Linked DNA regions of Gossypium hirsutum: region 2 is linked to region 1. The links are chromatin contacts, called in public Hi-C maps. All regions are on one chromosome and are shown on one strand. Each heading gives the region's core, a stretch centred on a gene start, on an enhancer-like site or on the middle of the called end of the contact. The rest is flanking DNA. Distances are from core to core; before and after follow the strand shown.

Region 1 (4,904 bases), core at 862-3,361:
TGAAACTCCCAATCAAAGATGTAATCGTAGTTTCCCACTGATGCTGCCATACGAGCAACGAGAGTTACTTTTGGTCTTGCCTCCCTAATCTACAAGTACAATAATGGAAATAGAAAAACAAATTAAAATATGTTTTCATTGATTATAATTTTTATAATGTTTGCAATCTACTCTCTGTAGTTGAAAAGTTAAAATCAAGTTCTCTTAATTTTTTTTTTACTTTAAAAATGATTTATTTTGAAGTTGGTACAATTATAGAGCTATAACGATACTAAAATAAAAATTTCACCTCTATTAAATTAAATAGGATTGTGTTAAATTCATATTATTCTTATGAAGTTGGTATGATTATAGAGCTATAACGATGTTAAAATAAAAGTTTCACCTCTATTAGATTAAATAGACTCGTGTTAAGTTTAGATTATTTTATATCTTAATTAAACATTAAAAATAGATAGGAAACAACTTTTGAAACATGTCGCAAGACTCTCGTACTTCGAAGTTTCTTTTTTTGGTAAAAAAGTGTTTTCTATACCATCAATTACTTTCCCATTTACTCAAATTCATATCAAGCAATAAGCATACAATATATGACACGTTTTTAATTGGATATTGTTGACAACATGAGAGGAATTATTATTTAAGTACATTTTTCCCCGAACAACTTTAGTACTTAAGTGAAAAGAATAATATAATTTGGGGGCCTATTTCGTAGTTAAGCTTATTTTAAAAGTATCAGGGTTTATCATTGTTACTATTGTTGGAGTTATTTATTACCTGGAAATCAGTGAGTAGGCCCTCTGAATGTCGCCAACTGATGTCGCCGGCATAGCGCTCAAACAGGCAAATCATGTTGGGCTGAACAAATGGGTTTCCATCGGGAGTAGCGAAAATGCCGTCCATGTAATAAGAGTGCCTTGGACAATCATTTAGTGGCACAAGTGGAAGGGCTGACATCCCTAAACCAAACTCACCAGCATCCATATACGACTTAAAATACCAGGACTCATCAAGGTCCATGTATGGTACAAAAAATTCTGAAGCGAACCCTTTGTACATCACATCCCTCAGCTCACCATTCTCCGAGTCCCGCACCATGACCCTCAAAATCACCAAACAGCGCGGTGGTCAGCCTTGAGGTGAAACACCCAGTTGGCCCACTTCACTATATGCCCATCTTCAACTCTAAAACTTGGTCCTTTTGGTTGTTCTATGGAAATTGGGTTCAATGGTTCCATTTGTGGTTCCTTCTTTTGAGCTGTGTACCTGTAATCTGTGTCGGTACTTTTTGGAATGGGGATATCTCGGCCCGTATCAGAGAATTTCAGCACTTCCATTGTATCCAAGTCCACCGTCATGACGAGCCCTTCAATGGGTCTCATGTAGAAATTGGGTGTGCCTTGGTTAGAGAAACACAGGACCTTCACTACTCTTTTGCCTTCTTCATTAGGCCCAAACCAGCCTGCCGAAGGCGGTAAGCAGATCAACTCTGATGATGACACCCCACGGGCAGCAATAGATTTGTTGAATTCCGCATTAGAAAACGGTGCTTTAGACGCCGCCGAAATATCGTCCATAGATAGCATCGGATAGCCTGAGCGTGGATTGATGACATGGCTAGTGACACGTATAGAATCCAAGTCCACATTAAGCACATGGGACTGGCCATTCAGCAGAGCCAAAACTTGTGCTTTTCGTGGTGGAAATGGGTCACCTTTTCTCCACTTCAGAACCTGTACCTTGTCTGGTTCATCGAGCAGTATAGTATGAATAGTAGGGAAGGTAAATGAAAAGGGTTCATAAGATGAGAGGATGGTCCGGACCCTGTTGATTTCTTTCACAGTAAGAGGATCAAGTGGATGGTGAGGGGTCTCAGCTGAGTGATATATCGGTTTTTGAGTTTGCAGTGAGTAACCAGGCAACGATGAAATGCTAGAACGGTACCATGAACCTACAATAATGAATAAAACTAAGCATGAAATGAAACAGAAATGAAGACATGAAGTTTTCTCCATAATTTCCCCTAAAAGCTAAAGGTAATTCAGATCAGATTGGCAAAGCCATTATTGCCGCTTCGGGTGTGAGATGAAAGACGAAATTTCCAAGGCCACATGATTATGTGGCCGTTCCTAATAGAACTTTGACATTTATCATCATCCGTACCTGTTGTAATTATATGCAATGATTCAAATTAAAAGTTACTATTATAGTTATTTTTTTAATTCAAAAGTTATTTTTTTAATTATTAATAAATAGTCATAATTATTCATTAGATATCTATTAAATAATTATATTTATTATTAAAAATATGACTGTCCATTTAGGTAATAATGTCTCTATGAAGAGAAATAAGACTTTCTATAAATAAGAGTGAATTTTCATTTGTATAATACATCTAAAAATATAAAAACAAAGTTTTTTTTCTATTTCTGCCACCATTTTTTGTATTCCTATATTGTTCTATAAAGAATTATTGCAAAAATTCTTTATAGAAATTAATATCATTGCTATGATTTACTCATTGTTCAGTGAACTGTTTCTATCAGTGTAAAACGTAGACAATCATTGGGTTTCATTGTATCCTTGATATTCATTTGTCAGTAACTCTTTTACACACCATAATATAGGTGAAGGGCAAATAGAACATTAAAGAAAGTGATATTGATACACGCCTTGAAGTATTCGTTAATTTCTCATAAGTTTATTTTTATCTTCACACACCAACAATTTTAAGGTTTTTATTTTCGCATTTTATGATAAATTAAAAAAGACTTGTCAGTCACCACTCATTCACATGCCACTACAAGCATGGTACTATGAGGACGGATATTGGCAAATGTAGTTGCATCAAGGTTAGTGACCTTGTCAAATTTTGATTTAAAAGAAATCTTTATTGCAAGAAAATGTATGTTAAAATTATTGTTTTACTCTAATTGCATGATTTAGATTTCAATTATTATATGGTTATTGAACTGTATTATGCAAAAGATATAGGTAGTGGCGGAGCCAGGATGTTAATCTTAGGGGGGGCAAGCTAAAATTAGATGTTTTATGTAACAATCGATTTAAAGGTAAAACACTTGATTAAAAAAAGCAGTATTTTAACATGACAATCGATTTAAATATAAAAAATCGATTCAAAAGAAGCAATTTTCCAAAAATTAAAAAGAAATAACATATCATTACTTAAAAGTGTACACGACATTTTTTCCGGGGAATAAAATTACTAAATATAGAGTCTAAATCAAAAGTTTCAGCAATCTCTCTCTCAATATAAACAACAAAATTATCTATAAGAAACTCTTCCTTCATTTTGTTGCGAAGCCTTATTTTGACAATTTTCATCACCAAAAATGCTCTTTCTGTAGTTGCAGTTGAATCAGGAAGAGTCAACAAAAAAAGGATTAATCTATCAACAAGAAAAATACCTTTGATATTTGTGTCTGCTAATCCTTGACAAAGATCAGAACTTGTGGACAGGTTTTACTATTTCAGATGATTTGGAACATTTTACTTATAATGTTGTAGCTGATTCTTAAAGATTACTTTCTCTTGCTCAATGAAATAAATAGGATAATATTTTTCCACAATACAAGAAATATAATCCATATTGAAAGATTTATAAGCATCCTTAGGATCCAAAACAGAGCTAAGGGTAAGAAGATCAATTGCCAGTTCATTAAATTTACTATTTAGCTCAAGAAGTTGAGAATCTATAGCAGCATTGAATATCTCAACCTGATAATGGTGCTCCATATTGAAATCAATATGTTGGTGATGACCGTGGTTTGCCACATATGGAGAATCCATTTCAAGAACCTCAATATAGTACTTTTCACAAAATGCTTTCACAACTTCCAACAAATTGTCGCAACCATCTTCTCTCGACTTTTGTTTCAAAGTTTTGGTGTTTGAGACTAAAGACATAGCATTTACTATATCTTGGGTTTTTTGTTGTAGATGCTAACAACTAATATCTATAATACTCATTAACTCTTTCACTAGTTGTAACGCCCTAAACCAAGCCTAAATGTTATGACTGAATCTCGGAAGTTACTTTAACAATACTTGAAATTGACTAGGGTTGAGGTGTTTTGTGAAAACATAGAAATTTAAATATTTAATGATTTTTTTCTTTGAAAAAAATACTTATTAAAAATATAATCTTTTGAAAGTAAAGTGCGACATTATATTATAATGTCATTTTAAGTTATTTGAAAATAAAGATTTTGTATTATAATTATTTACTAAAAAGGTTGTGTAAAAATCTTTCACAACAGACTTTCATAAAACTACTTAGAAAATTACGAATTATAATTTTGTTTTAAACCATGTAAAATTGTAAATAGTTTAAATAAACTCCATATTTTAAAATACTTGAAATCGCATGATTTTTTTTTATGCATGCATAGCAGTTCTAAGTTATAAAATGACCAACAACTCAAAATAAAAAAAGTGTCCAAAGTCACAAACAGAAACCATATAGTTTAAAAATCCATAAAGTAAACTATTCGAGAGGCTCCACCGAATGCTGAATCCAACCCTATGTCCGAGTATTACTTGAAAGGTTATAGCACTAAAGGGGTGAGCTTTTAAAGCCCAGTGTGAATCTTTTAACAAATAAATGTAAATAAACACATAATGATCAATCAAGTAAACATTTCACTTTATGCACATGATCATGGCGATGTTGTTTTATAAAACATTTAACACATTCTACCCCATCATCGTTGCGCACCACAATCAAGTTCCCTAGAACTTGTCCATCCAAATACTCTAATTTGTAAACAGTTTCACAGTAATGCAGATAAACTGTCACTTAATAATATTGTGGATAAGCCACCACTTTTGCAAATAAACCACCACTTTATAATATTATGGACAAGCCACCACTTTTGTAGATA
Region 2 (5,153 bases), core at 776-3,275, 130 kb before region 1:
ACGAGTTTGAGGTTCGAGGTTCAAAGTTATGGATTTGAAGTTCAGAGTAAAAAAAATTATCAAAATTATGTGTCGATAACATAAAAAAAATTATTAAAATATCATCAATAATTAAAAATTATTAAAATTATTAAAGACAAGTTTTGTTTTTACATTTTTAAACTGATTGAGATGACTCCACCAATGAACGACAAAATAGATAAAAGATCAAAACATTTTCTTTTCTACCATCACAATCATTAACACTCCCTAACAACGAAAGGCAATCGAACACATGCCTCCAAGTATCCAGCGAGTGGTCCAAGCTTATCTTTCCATATACTATATCCTTATCGTTCTTTATACCATAAAAAATTCAGTGGTTTAATGTAGTGTTTATTTACCTTATCCCTTAATTATAAGGTTGGGGGTTTGATTCTCGTTTATGGGGATAGAACTCATTTCATTACTAACCATATAACTTTTCAGATACCATCCACAACAAGAAGATTAGTTATTTCTATCGGCGGTGAATACTTTAGTTTCAACCAAAAAAATACTATAAAGGCAAAATGAATTTAAATTGTTTAGATTCAAGATTATCTGTCTAGGTTCATTTTGAACTTGAATTTCTAAATTTTTATTTTTATTTTTTTATCTTACTGACATGGTAGTGCCAAATCAGCATTCATTAGTTGATTTAGTGACCGTTAACAATCACCTTAGTAATTCTAGGAACAGATAATCAAAATTAGTTAAAGGATTGATTTAGTCAATTTTGTAAGTTTAATGTCTCAATTGAGTCTAAAAAAATCATGATTATTTTCAATCAAACCAAATTGTTTAAATTAGAATAAAAATCTGATTGAATCAATGGTTGAATATTTTGGAAAAAAAATAGATTAATTGATTTATTTTTCAAAATAGTTTTTAGAGGTTATGATTAAACCAAATTTCAGAGCCTAAAGACTATACGAGGCCAAGTTCCAGCCAAGTCATCCATAGTTGCCCTCTAGTTAAATCTCCTAAATAAAATCATGTCTACTTTCTTATCACTTCACTACTTTTTTTATTGTGAATCATCATCTTTTTTCTCTAGCTCCTCCTAGAATGTTGCAGACAGCTTACTCCTTGTACCCATGGCTATTAGATTTGAGCAAGCCGAGAGATGGACTCTTTCGCGCTGTCTTATCCTTTGTCATGGTCATACTTGCAATTTCACTTTGGCACCTATGGTCCGTTAAGAAGTCCAAGAAGATCGTCGCCCAGTTGCCGCCAGGCCCTCGAGGGTTGCCGATAGTGGGATATCTTCAAATTAAATTATGTGATTTTAATATTTGAAATATCATATATATATATTCAAATTAAATTTTAAAAAAATTATATTAATTATTTAAAAATATTTAAAATTTATATTTCATACATAGTAATATTAATGAATTTAAATATAATTTTAATTAATTTAATTTTTAAATTTTAATATAATTTCACAATAACATCAAATACTTCAAATAAAAAAATTACAAATTCTTACAATAATTTTTAAAAAAATAATTTTTAGCCTTCAGATTTCACCACACATAGTTAATCATATGAACAAAAAGGATAACTTAGATGTGTGATGACTAACAATTTCTTTTTATTGCCTAATTAAAGGGATAGTGTTCACACATAAAGTAGGGGCATACCTATACTATATATGTACAGGCTACATTCAAAGGAAATTACTCAAATAAAAGTAGAGGCATACCTATACTATAAATGTACGCACTCCATTCAAAGGAAACTATTTAAATAAAAGCCTACTACTTAATCTTTGGAAGCCTGAACTCAAATAAATTTTACGAGTAAACATATCTTAATCATCATAACAATTATGAGAATTATACCTCTACTAAATATATGAGTAAATATGTCATATCATATTTATCAAATATAATTTATTTTTGTAATGATAAAAAGTGAGAACCAAAACAATAATATTGAAATACAATAACTAAAATTAATCAAAATTAAAAATATTTTAAAATTTTAGTTATCATATTAAAATTTTTTCTCAAAGTTGAAGTAGGAAATATTCTTTTTATCCAAACCAGTTGCACTGTAAATCATGGTCCCTTTTCAGCAATAATAAACACAGCACTTCGTGATAAACTCAGTGGGTTCACATTAAAATTTCTTGGTTTTCCTCCCAAAGCAACAAGATGTTGCAAACAGCTTGCAGCTCGTTTTCATGGCTGTTGAATGTTGGCAACCAGAAAGATGGACTGTTCCCAGCATCTTTCTCATTTCTGGTTGCCATATAGGGAATTTCACTCTTGTACTCATTTTGGAAGGCGAGGAAACCGATGGCTCCTTTACCACCTGGTCCCCGTGGGTTGCCAATCCTGGGGTATCTTCCATTTCTTGGATTCGATAATCTCCATCTGGTCTTTACGGAGTTGGGTGGAGTTTATGGTCCCATTTACAAGCTTTGGCTTGGGAACAAGCTAACCGTAGTAATTAGCTCTCCATCGCTTGTAAAAGAAGTGGTTCGTGACCATGATATAGCATTTTCAGAGCGAGAACCTCCCATTGCTGCACAGATTATTACCTTTGGCTCCAATGATGTTGCGTTCGACTCTTACAGCAGTCCCAGCTGGAAAAACAAGCGCAAAGTTCTCGCGACCGATATGCTAAGCAACGCTAACCTTAATGCCTGTTATGATCTACGACGAGAGCAAGTGATGAAAATGGTGGAGGATGTGTATGAAAACGTTGGCAAGCCAATTGATATCGGCGAATTGGCATACTGTGCGTTAATCAATTTGATCGGAAAGATGGTGTGGGGAGGCGCACTCCGAGGAGAGAAAGGGACTGCGGTTGAGGGTCGCTTCAAAGATATTTCTTCGCAGATGATGGTGTTAGTGGGAAAACCAAACATTTCAGATATTTTCCCCGCGATTGCATGGTTAGACATCCAAGGTATCAAGAGGGGAATGAAGAAAATCCGTCAATCGTTCAATGAACTTTTAGAGTCTGTGATTGAACTCAGAATGAACACGGTGACTGAGAAAGAAACGAGTGAACAAAAATTCGACTTCTTACAATTGCTCTTGGATTTACACAAGAACCAAGATAGCCCTTCATCACTTACGATGAATCAAGTAAAGGGCCTTCTCATGGTAAGATTTTATGATTTTTAGCTATCATACATTATTTTTCCTTCTTTAATTCGTTTTGAGTAATTGGTGGTTTGTAATAGGACATTGTGGTAGGTGCAACAGATACTACTTCAACTACGACAGAGTGGGTAATGGCAGAGGTAATGCAACATCCAGAAATAATGGAGAAAGTGAAGAAAGAACTAACTGATGTTGTTGGGGTAAATGACATCATTGAAGAGTTTCACTTGCCTAATTTAAGTTACCTAAATGCAGTGATAAAGGAGACCTTCAGATTGCATCCACCTCTGCCCCTTCTTATTCCTCGTTGTTCTGCTCAATCACTCACCGTGGGTGGCTATACCATTCCAAAGGGTAGCAAGGTGTATTTAAACATGTGGTGCATTCACATGGACCCCAATATTTGGGACAACCCTTCAGAATTTCGACCCGAAAGGTTCTTGGATGAGCCTGGAAAGTTCAATTTTCTTGGAAATGGTTTTCGATATATGCCATTTGGGTCAGGAAGGAGACGTTGTCCAGGCATAACCCTAGCGGAGAAGATGTTATCTTTCATATTGGCCTCATTGCTGCATTCTTTTGAATGGAAATTGCCCCAAGGCGAACAGCTTGACCTTTCCAGCAAATTTGGAATTGTTATAAAGAAAAAGAACCCTTTACGTCTTATTCCCATACCAAGATTGTCTGATCATGTGCTTTACAAAAAGTAATGGCTATAAACTATTATTATTATATGTATCTCCTTTTGCAAATTACTATCGTCTATTAATCCTGGCATGTCATCTAGGACTGAGATATCAACTACTCTAATGCCCCATTTTATTGATATCTTTTATTTGATTGAATAAAGAAAGAGTTATTAGTTTGATGATTAAGAGTTAATGAATTTGTCCTTGAATTTAATTCCCTTCCCTTAATTTTTTTTGTCCAAAATCCTAGCTATATTGTCCCATGCTGTAACCCTAGATATAAATATTATTTAATTTTTTGTTCAACCTCTTTTGATCATTTTTTCTTTTCTCTTTGCCGTCCCACCCTCCTCTCTTCCTCTCATTCTTCAACTTTTCTTCTTTATCCTTGCCTTGCCGCTCCTAAAACCCTAATTTTTCCATCTTTGTGCCGCCTCTTTCTTCCCTTCCTCCTCCACTTGTGGCCGCCGCACCCCATTGATCGTCTTCTCCTCTCGTTTTCTTTTAATTTTATTCATCTCTTCACTTCTCTGTTGTGGCTGGACTTTATTGCTGATTTTTTGCCATTGCCGCACATATTTGCTCTCTTTTCCTTCATTTTGTTGTCGCAATCAGCCTCCTGTCTTGACCGGTTGTGGTGTTCAATCGTTTTCTGTTGATTCGTTATCTCGTATCCAAAAATTATTGAAATGTCATTGTTAACACTCCCTAACAAAGAAAGGCAATCAACACATGCGTCCAGCAATGGAAATCAAAGTTGGAAAATTTTGACCACATCCAGCGAGTGGTCCAAGCTTATCTTTCCATATACTATAATCTTATCTTTCCATACAACATAAAAAATTCAGCCGTGTAGTGTTTATTTACCTCATCCCTTAATTATAAGGTTGGGAGTTTAATTCTCATTTATAGTAATAAAATACATTTATGACTAACTGTATAAATTTTCGGAGAGTATCCATGACAAAAAATTAGTTATTTTTATCAACTGTGACTACTTTGATTTCAACTAAAAAAATACTATAAAGACAAAATCAATTTAAATTGTTTAGATTCAAAATTATTTGTCTAGGTTCATTTTGAACTTGAATTTTTAATTTTTAATTTTATTTTTTTATCTTATTGATATGGTAGTGCCAAGTCAGCATTCATTAGTTGATTTAGTGACTGTTAATAATGGTATTAGTAATTTTAGAAACTTACCATCAACGTTAGTTAAATAATTGATTTAGTAAATTTTGTAAGTTTAATGTCTCAATTGAGTCTAAAAAAATCATGATTATTTGAACCAAGCTGAATTGGTTAAACTAGAATAAAAATA

What was found. A called contact is a pair of places that touch in the nucleus more often than the background predicts.
Region 2: a Hi-C map of leaf shows a contact between it and region 1, with 2.0 times the contacts expected there. The contact joins the promoter of LOC107963697 here to the promoter of LOC107963669 in region 1. A contact is called at or near these places in 10 of 34 Hi-C or Micro-C datasets (callus, fibers, hypocotyl and 2 more).

Annotation. Positions count from the first base shown.
Region 1 is chrA03:2,618,396-2,623,299 of Gossypium_hirsutum_v2.1, reverse strand. LOC107963669 (primary amine oxidase-like) reads right to left here and starts at 2,111. Exons shown (of 6, transcript XM_016900100.2): 1 at 1,121-2,111; 2 at 778-1,118; 3 at 1-89. The coding sequence starts at 2,015.
Region 2 is chrA03:2,751,342-2,756,494 of Gossypium_hirsutum_v2.1, reverse strand. It overlaps LOC107963697 (cytochrome P450 71AU50), which reads left to right and starts at 2,025. Exons shown (of 2, transcript XM_041105588.1): 1 at 2,025-3,143; 2 at 3,224-4,011. The coding sequence starts at 2,328. The coding sequence ends at 3,853.